Linked DNA regions of Mus musculus: region 1 is linked to region 2. The links are chromatin contacts, called in public HiChIP or PLAC-seq maps. All regions are on one chromosome and are shown on one strand. The core of a region is the stretch at or near the end of the contact, and the rest is flanking DNA. Distances in the headings are between cores, read along the strand shown. Region 1 overlaps Mbtps1 (membrane-bound transcription factor peptidase, site 1). Region 2 holds the start of Mlycd (malonyl-CoA decarboxylase).

Evidence for each region. HiChIP or PLAC-seq counts read pairs in DNA pulled down with a chosen protein or histone mark.
Region 1: a contact with region 2 is called in an H3K4me3 HiChIP or PLAC-seq map of embryonic stem cells, with 15 read pairs. The contact joins the enhancer-like site here to the promoter of Mlycd in region 2. A contact is called at or near these places in 9 of 39 promoter capture datasets (the 3T3-L1 cell line, the C10 cell line, embryonic stem cells and 4 more), 9 of 484 Hi-C or Micro-C datasets (the C2C12 cell line, LSK cells, cerebellar granule neurons and 6 more), 6 of 115 datasets of contacts at active chromatin or transcription factors (embryonic stem cells, epiblast stem cells and kidney) and 3 of 9 other capture datasets (adipose tissue, liver and pancreatic islet).

What each region holds. Positions count from the first base shown.
Region 1 is chr8:119,513,209-119,517,765 of GRCm38.p6, reverse strand. It overlaps Mbtps1 (membrane-bound transcription factor peptidase, site 1), which reads left to right. Exons shown (of 23, transcript NM_001167910.1): 20 at 2,057-2,188; 21 at 3,766-3,892. Among named protein-coding and RNA genes, the nearest start is that of Slc38a8, 14 kb to the right of the region's middle. Within about 2 kb of position 2,530, at least 22 of the 459 cell types and tissues checked have an H3K27ac peak or open chromatin away from gene starts, as enhancers often do. A contact at or near this core is called in embryonic stem cells, epiblast stem cells and stem cell-derived epiblast-like cells, where this site is marked.
Region 2 is chr8:119,391,209-119,396,178 of GRCm38.p6, reverse strand. It overlaps Mlycd (malonyl-CoA decarboxylase), which reads right to left and starts at 1,285. Exons shown (of 5, transcript NM_019966.3): 1 at 709-1,285. The coding sequence starts at 1,233.

The DNA of each region.
Region 1 (4,557 bases), core at 1,281-3,780, 120 kb before region 2:
CGACTGCTCTTCCAGAGGTCCTGTGTTCAATTCCCAGCAACCACATGGTGGCTCACAACCATCCGTAATGAGATCTGATGCCCTCTTCTGGTGTGTCTGAAGAGAGCTACAGTGTACTCATATAAATAAAATAATAAATCTTTAAAAAAAAATTCCTTTAACCCAATTGGCCCAGCTCCTGCCTTTTTCAGGCTTCTTGCTAGGTTGTGTGACCTATATGTGTGTCTTCTCTGGTCTGGCCCCTCTTCAAGCCATATGTCTTAGAGGCCCTCATAGTGCTCTCCCCTAAGTTGGGTGCTAAGAGCTTTTGTCAGTGAGGGGCCTCTGTCATTGTCTCAAAGACAGAGCTTAAAGAGGTCAGAATGAGTTCTCTGTTGTGCCCCCACTGCAGCTGTCTCTTGTGCTCTCCAGGTATGCAGCTCATATGCTTGTGTCTGGACTTCCATTTTCTTACTTCAGGGAGGGGACAGTGGAAATGCTGCAGGTCTCTGTCTTGGACACTGCAGAGTGCTGGGGACAGGGGTCACCGGTGTGGACCCTGCAGAGTGCTGGGGACGGGGTCACCGGTGTGGACATGTGCTGGATGTTGCTCCTTTCCCCGATTTCAAGTTGATGTTGACAGAATTTCAGTAGCTTACATAAATCCTGAGAATGTGATTGGTTTTAAAAAGTAAGGTTTAAAGTCACAGCAGATAGGAGATTAATGTTTTATTGCCACAGAAATTCTCTTTAAGATCTGAGCTCTCCTGGTAAGAGTCTTTATTAAAGTTTTAAGTGTCTAAAGGGACTGTCCACGCCTGTACATTTCAGATGGCAGCGATTTGGGTCCTTGGGGCTTTTGGCCCTTGGCCAGAAGTGCATGCTTTTCCTGAGCAGAGCACTTAGCAACCTTCCCCTCTCACGGAGCTGCTGTCCTCCAGATGGGTGCTAATGGGATTGGGCTGGGTAAATGGGGGGGGGGGGGGATAGACAGACAGAGACCAGGTCTGGGACTAGAGCATCTGCAGCTTCCGTGGGACAGAAGCTTTGGGTAGCTCTGAGTGACAGCTGCTTGTATTCTCGGACCTGGACTCTGACATGCAGAGAAGAGCTGACCGTCCTGGTGAGGACCACTGACTCAGATAATGCACTTTCCCCTCTGATCCTGGACTCCCCATGTCTAGTTCAGACCTATTTCCTGTTCCCTTGATAGCTTCGGGTCATTGGTGGCAGCTCATGTCCTCGGCGCTCCTTGTGTGGAGGCCATTCTTTTTTCAATGGGTATCACATGGTTTTGCCATCCCTAAGTGAACATCATTCTGTCTTTGCTCATGAGCTGGTCTAATGCAGTCACATTGGTGCTGAGCTGCCCAGGACCCTGGGACATAGATAAAGCCCGCCTCCAGTCCCTGGGTGCTGGAACAGATTGTCTGGGAGGCTAGAGCCCTGCCTGTAGAGAAAACACTCTTCTCAGGAGTAGGAGAGCCTGGAGGGCTGTCAGCACCACAGTGACCTAAGCGGCTCACTTCTGAGCCTCCTCTTCAGTTTCCTGGGGGGGGGGGGGTTCCTCCTGACTTCGTTCTGTTCTGTCTTCACTTCCTCTTCCATCCTTTCTCCTCCTCCTCCTCCTACCTGCCCCAACTCTCAAAGACCTTGATCCCTTCTTTTCCTTCCATCCCACCTTTTCCTTCCACTGCCCAATCACAGCCTCTAGCCTTTATTTGACCAGTTAAAATGGGCAAAAGGTTCACATGCTGTCACCTGAGCACATGGTCTACTGCTTAAGGGCATGGGGGAGGGGACCGCCCCTCTTGAGGAAGCAGAATTAACATCAGAATACAAACAGCATCAGGGCAACCCACTTCAGTGTTCTCTTTTAAAAATCAGTTCCTGCTGGGTGTGGTGGCGCAAGCCTTTAATCCCTGCACTTGGGAGGCAGCTGCAGATGGGATTTCTGAGTTAAGGACAAGGTCTACAGAGTGAGTTCCAGGACAGCCGGGGCTATACAGAGAAACCCTGGGGAAACCCTTGGGGAAAAAAAAACAGTTCCTAAGTAGTGTGCCTGTCAACTTTGCAGACTGCTTTTGGCTTCTGGATGCGCTCCTTCAGTACACATCCTATGGCGTGACCCCTCCCAGCCTCAGCCATTCAGGGAACCGGCAGCGCCCACCTAGCGGAGCCGGCTTGGCCCCTCCTGAAAGGATGGAAGGTGAGTGTCTCTTCTGGTGCCTCAGCAGAGACTTGAGCCACTTAAGTACTGCCAGCCGGGGACCTGCCCTTTAGGGAGGGCTTTGAACCCTTCCCAGTGGTTGCTGACGGCTCATCTCCTCTTCCCAGGTGCACAGAGACTGTGGCCTGTGTGTGGGTACGCTCATGGAGTCCAGCATCTTTTAAAATGTGTTTGTGTGTGGGGATCTATACATATGTATGCAAGTGCCTGGAGAGAGCCCCCATAGAGCTGGAGCTTGCAGGGGTTGTAGGCTGTCTAACATAGGTCCTGGGCCTGAACTCCTGTTCTCTGCAAGACAGCAGCACTCTTATCTACCAAGTCATCCCACCCCTAAGGCACAGTATCTTCTGGTACTCTCTGGGCACAGGCACTTGGCTGGGTACATTGTAAGGGTTAGCTCACAAATGCCTCTCAGTAAGCCTGTAAAAAGAGATAGTATTCATTTTTGTGTGCAGATAAAGAAACAGGAACAGGAGTTAAACAGTTAGCTCAGGTCACTTGGGCCATGTGAGGGGCCGGGTGGGTTGGGCTCATGTTCCTCCCTGGCAGCACTGTCTGCAGAATCAGGATGTCGGCCACAGATGCCAGTTAGAGTGTTAGAGCAGCAGCCAGCGTGCTGCTGTATGCCTATGTTCTGACACTGTGGTGGCCAAGGGAAGAGACTACATGGAAGCCAGACTGGCCTGTTACAGTGAGACCCCATCTCAAAATAAAAGGAAGCCAAAACTGAAGAAAGGAATCTCAGTGCCTACATCAATGTAAGGAGGGCTGGGGGGTGGAAAGTGTAAGAACTTCCCTCAGATCCTCTCAGCAGCCTCATAAACACTGGCTGCAGCAGAGCACGGCTGTAACCCCAGCTCTGCGTGAGCTAGGACACTGGCCAGCCAGTCAGCTGTGAGTTCCAGATCCCATGAGAATAATTCAGAGTGAGGATGACCTCCAGCATCGATCTCTGACCTACACACACACACAGACACACGAACATGTATGGACACATACCACACAAAGTAGAAAAGGTAAGGGCTGGAGAGATGGTTCAGTGGTTAGAGCACTGCCTGCCCTTCCAGAGGTTCTGAGTTCAATTCCCAGCAACCACATGGTGGCTTACAACCATCTGTAATGGGATCTGATGCCCTCTTCTGTACTCACATACATAAAATAAACCTTTAAAAGAAAATAGAAAAGATAAAATTAAATTTAATAACATATTTGAATCTAATGTTTAAAAGTTTCTCAGGGCTGCGGCACCCATCCCATGTGTGCCATGTGTGGAGGCTGTAGTGTGGATAGCAAGATTAGAGAAATGTAAGCATCGCTGGACAGTGGTGTGCACGTCTGTAAGCCCAGCCCTTGGGAGGCAGAGGCAGGTGCTTCCAGGACAGTATGCTGTGGGGAAGGAAACCAGGCACCCTGTCGAGTGTGGTCCTGAAGCATGTGGGGTGTAGCATGACAACACAGTGAACTGTCACCAGAAACACACAGTCACTTAGAGCCACCTTTTCTTCTGTATTCTACAATGGTGGTCACTGCCCTTTTCTTACTGCTGCTGACCTCAGGAAACCACCTCCATCGGTACTCCAAAGTTCTTGAAGCCCACTTGGGAGACCCGAAACCTCGGCCCCTGCCAGCCTGTCCACATTTGTCATGGGCCAAGCCACAGCCTTTGAATGAGACGGCACCCAGGTAAGTGTGTGTGTGCAGTGCTGTCCTCACTGTTCCCCAGGGCCGTGACTCATTCCTTGTTTATAGGAGACAGTGCAGTTCTGCTGATGTGATTATTAAATAATGCGGTCTAGTTCTCCTTTTCTGACAATTATATTGATCTTTGGAAGCATATTTTGGTAGTGTCCTACGGTAGAGTGACTTGGAAAGAAAGGTGGTGTCCAGCCAAGTGCTGTCACTTGAGCAGGAGCCGAGCTCTGGCTGCTGTCCAGGATTTGAAAGCTGCCATGTATAGCTGTGCTTCCTGTCCAAGGTGTTGTGTATGGAATGCAGGTGGTGCTCTCCTTCTGCACCCAGGGCTGGAGCTGCTCCTAAGAGGTATGGCTTCTGCTGTGACAGTCCAGCCAGAAGTGCATGTTATGTAGACTGTGGCCTTTGTGCACAGGTGCTGCACTCATGTGTGCCCCGTGTGGCTTTGGCTCTCTCACCTGACATGTTGTTCATCTGCTGTCTTAGTTACAGTTTTACTGCTGTGAATAGACACCATGACCATGGCAAGTCTTATAAGGACAACATTTAATTATGGCTGGCTCACACATTCAGATTTCAGTCCATTATCATCAAGGTGGGAGCATGGCAGCATCTAGGCAGGCATGGTGCTGGGGGAGCTAAGAGTTCTATATCTT
Region 2 (4,970 bases), core at 36-2,535:
TGGAAGTAAAAATGGCCATGCCTGTTTCAAGCAGGTCAGGAAAAAAGCAGATGAGGCTTTGAACACTGGGGACTTCTGAAATGGTGATATCATTGTGTATGAACTCAGGGTCAATGCTCCTCTTTATTGAATATTAATGGCTGGCAGCTATGCTAGACAATCCTTTGGGTCTCAGCTATATACACCTCCGTTATCTGTACGCTACATGATATCGCTGGGTAAGCTGCTGACTAGCACAGGTACTAAAAAGTCAACTTAGGATCACTGCGTCTGGGGCTGGGGGTTTGGAATCAAATCTCTTGTCCAAAGTCAGATTGCAGAAAGAGGACTGGAGGCTTTAGAGACCCAGGCGGTGGTGACCTTGACTTTTGGCCATGTTTGTGCATTTCGTGTAACCTGTTAGGGTGATGGACGTTCGTGGGAGGTGCCCAAACTTTGCCCAAAGCCGTGTTCCATCCTTGTTCAAGAACAGCGCAGTTAAAACTAGAGCTATTTTGGAGTAAGCGCAATGGGTGTCACACCCGACAGTGACCCCCGAGGATAGTGCTACGAACCACGCAGTAAGCACCGTGGTATCTGAGGCCGGCGAGGTGGCTGCAGGGGCATGGGTAAGGGTCTGGGGAGTGGGGAGTGGGAAGTGGGCAGGGCCCCGGGGCGGTGGCGGGGGGCGGCGGCCCCGGGGTCGCGGTGGCCCGGGCGGGGCCTTACCCGGACGTGCGGCCCCTCCACCAGCTTGAGGGCCTGCGCCTCCAGCAGATCGGCCCGCAGCTGCACCAAGAAGCGCACGCCGCCGTCCAGCTTGCTGATGTGATGGAAGAGGCCGCGATACCGCGGCACGAGCGCGTAGCGCAACCGGTCCTCCGCCTGCAGCAGCACGGCCGCCTCGCGCGCCTGCTGGCGCAGCTGCAGCACCCCGGCGCTCTGCTCGGCCACCTGGCCGTGGTCCACGCCGAAGCCCTGAGCCAGGCGGCCGAGCAGCTCGGCGCGCTGGGACGCCTCGGCCAGGCCGCCGTAGAAGCTCACGAAGTCGGCGCACTGGCCCTCGGCGGGCGCCGGCGTCTTCTCGCGCAGCTCGTAGGCCGGCGTCGGGGGCACGGCTCGCCGCAGCAGCTCGTCCATGGCGCTGGCCGCGAGCCCGCCGCACAGCCGACGTCCCCGGGGCCCCGGAGGCCGCGGCGGGGACCGCAGTGGGAGCAGGCGCCGAGCCCTCAAGCCTGGCCCGAGGCCTCGCATGACAGCTCCGCGACAGCTGCTAGCGGGAGACGCCACTGGAGAGCGGGCCTCTGCCTCGCTTCCGGCTCCGGCTTCCGGTTTCTCGCCGGCCCCATTGGCCGAGGCCGGACGGCGGACGGAGACATTGGCCAATCGGGGGGTAGAACGGCGGGGGAGGGGCGAGGTGGCTTTCTCAGGCCGGAGGCCAAGTGCAGCCAAAGGTCCCCGGAACCCGGTAGCCCCGGGGCACCTGACTCGCCCTCTTGGCTTGCATCCTTACACCTGTTCTGAGAGTCACCGCCTCAGTCCCTTTCCCCACTACGCACGCGCTTCTCTTGATCTGAGAGCTTGACATCTCAGCTCTTCCCGGGACCGTGCTATGCACGCAGCCTCCTGTGCTAGGGTTCGGATCTAGCGTAGGTGAGGAGCTGAGAAATTTAAGGTTGCATGCTGGACTAGGTCTCCTAGGAATGGGGATGGCTCATTTGATAAAGTGATTGAGAACTTGAGTTCATATCCAGAACCCATGGGAAAACGCTTGTAGTCCTAGCTCAGGGAGGTGGACAAGAGCCAGCCAGTCCAGATAACAAGGTAAGTCTAGGTCAGCCAGAGACCCTATCTCCAAACCAACCAAACAAAAAGTATGCGGGTAGCGCCATCACTCGAGGTGTCTTCTGGCTTCCAGAACCACACATGTACATACGTGCACCCCCACACGTGTGTACAAGGAAATGTATATGCACATGTACACACCAAGCATGTAATTCTCAGAGTAATTCTCTGACTTGACATTTTGACCCTGTCCCGACCCGCGGACAGTAGAACAGGGTCTCTCCCAACAGACCCTCCCTAGGTACTCTCTGGCTCATGTCAAGAATCCCACCCAGACAGAACTGCTGGAGACCCAGCCCATGCCTCCTGCTGCATCCTAGAGCTTCCGTCTGGTCATGCCGGAAATGGGTATAGGAAGAATCTCTTCCCTACCAGCTTCCTTGCTGGGCCTCATTCATTCATTCATTCATTCATTCTTTCAGTGAAATGATTTTCAATTGTTTGGTGAGTTCCAGGCCCACCCTAGGCTTGCATTTGAAATAGCCCTGCTCATTCTCCTTCAGTTTACCATCTGAGGGAGGGAGTCACATTAAAATAACTGCAAAAAGGAATCAGACTGGTAGAGTAGGCTCTGTATGGATTCAGCTTGATATGATGACAGTCATCTTGGATCCAGACTGTTGTGACTGTCCTAGAGAAACCACAGTTCATTTTTTGGTGCATGGTTTCTCTTCAAACTATCGATAGACCAAATCCCAAGAATGACGTCTGGGACCTTACAACCGGATCCAGGCTCCAACCTGTACCTGGCTCTTTGATAAGAACTTAAGATGGACCACGTGCCTTCCAGCTAGGGGGAAAGTCACTTTATCCTAACTCGAGTCTGTGACTCTCTTTCTGACCCATGTGGTAGGATCCAGTTTGGCTTTGCTGTCTACCAAGACTATACATTTGAGTAAGTTCTCCAATAAACTGTACCCTTCCATTCTTCATCTGCCTCTGTCTTTAGTACCACAGCACCTCAGGCCTGCCCGTGGATGCTGGGACCTGCCCTTTTGGAAGAGTTTGCCATAGTGGGTAGGATATCCAGGAACAGCCTATCATGCGAGAGCAGACACTGGTTATGGACCATGAACAATGCAAGCCACCAGGTCTATTCTTCTAGCTCAAACACATGACTTATAACTCTCCTGCCAGCCGGGTGTGATGGCGCACACCTTTAATCCCAGCACTTGGGAGGCAGAGGCAGGTGGATTTCTGAGTTCAGGCCAGCCTGGTCTACAGAGTGGGTTCCAGGACAGCTGGGACTACACAGAGAAACCCTGTCTCGGAAAAACAAAAATACCCCCAAAACTCTCCTGCCCTGCCCTCCACTGCAGTATCCAAATGTCACCGATTTCAGCCTCTATCTGGCCCACTGCTTCTGTGGCTCCTGTCACACCTCACTAGGATCCACACAGCACTTTTTACACACTCAGGCGTGCTCCCTCGAGCCTACTCTCCACTCTTCCTGCTGAGTGTGTCCCCCCCCCCCACGTTCCTTTATGCATACACGCTGTTCACTTGTTCAGCAGCCGGGCACTCTAGTCTAACACACAGAGCTAGCTTCCAAGTTCTCTCTCTCTCTCCAGCCCATCCAGTCTGTCTGTCTGTCTGTCTGTCTGTCTCTCTCTCTCTCTCTCTCCCTTCCTTTGCATTTTGATGCCTCCAAAGCAGAAAGTGTGAGGAGCGGGTGTGGCAGCAGTCCCAAGATGGCACCCGGGGACTGCAGCTAAGTCTTATGACTTGCACCTGACTTCCTCATACACCTGAAAATAAGCCACGACCATCGTGAGAGCTGCACAGGTGCACCATGATGCTGGCAGTGGAAAAAAGTCCATATTTGGTGGAAACATGCCCCTGCCACCCTGATTGGCTGAAGTTGCGTGCCTGGTGAGGTGGCATGGCCTGCCATGAGTGGTTGGGGGCTGAGAGTATATAAGCAGACCTCCCTGGGCTCCCGGGGTCCCCGTAGCAGCATCGAGGAGTTCCTGCAATAAAGGCTGTTGAGAAGAATCCGACAGTGTTGTGTCTTCCTTGCCGGCCGCGGTGGGCGCGACAAGAGAGAATTTGACTATCAGTTTTTTTTTTAAAACAACTTTTTTTTTTTTTTAAGATTTATTTATTTATTATATGTAAGTACACTGTAGCTGTCCTCAGACACTCCAGAAGAGGGCGTCAGATCTTGTTACAGATGGTTGTGAGCCACCATGTGGTTGCTGGGATTTGAACTCTGGACCTTCGGAAGAGCAGTCGGGTGCTCTTACCCACTGAGCCATCTCACCAGCCCGACTATCAGTTTTTAAAAAGACCTTAGGGGGCTGGAGAGATGGCTCAGCAGTTAAGAGCACTGACTGCTCTTCCGAAGGTCCTGAGTTCTAATCCCAGCAACCACATGGTGACTCACAACCATCTGTAATGGGATCTGATGCCCTCTTCTGGTGCATCTGAAGACAGCTACAGTGTACTTACATATAATAAATAAATAAATCTTAAAAAAAAAAAGGAAAGTACTTTAAAACAGGGGGTGGTGCCTTCTGTTCTGCAGTCACAGTTGTCAGTAACTTACTTGAGCAGCCATGAAGAGACAAATGCACAAAGCAGTTGAGCCCTTTCTGTATTTACACACACGAAGCACCTACATGTACGTACATACGTGAACCACTTCAGCATGTGCTAGATGCGAGCCTCCTACAGTTCTTGCACATTTAATGTTACGATAACCTTTCACAGTGAGGCCTGTTATGTTGTGTTCCAATGGGATGGAGACTGGAACACAAGCCCAGAGAGAAACGGGGACTTTCCCGAGTGCTCCCAGTGGGTGAACAGATACAGTCAGAATCCCTAGACAACACTGAGACTGCAGTTTGTGTTAGAACTTGAACCAGGGCCTGCCTCACCCAGCCAGGACTTCATCTGTCCCATGGCTCTCCATGCTGAGTATTTGCTTGTATGCGAGGTTTGTATACACTGTTGAGGGAAACACAGAGAGTGTTTTAGTTAGGGTTTTACTGCTGTGAAGAGACACCATGACCATGGCAACTCTTGTATGGACAAAATTTAATTGGGGCTGGCTTACAGGTTCAGAGGTTCAGTCTATTATCAGCAAGATGGGAACATGGCAGCTTCCAGGCAGGCATGGTGCAGGAGGAGCTGAGAGTTCTACA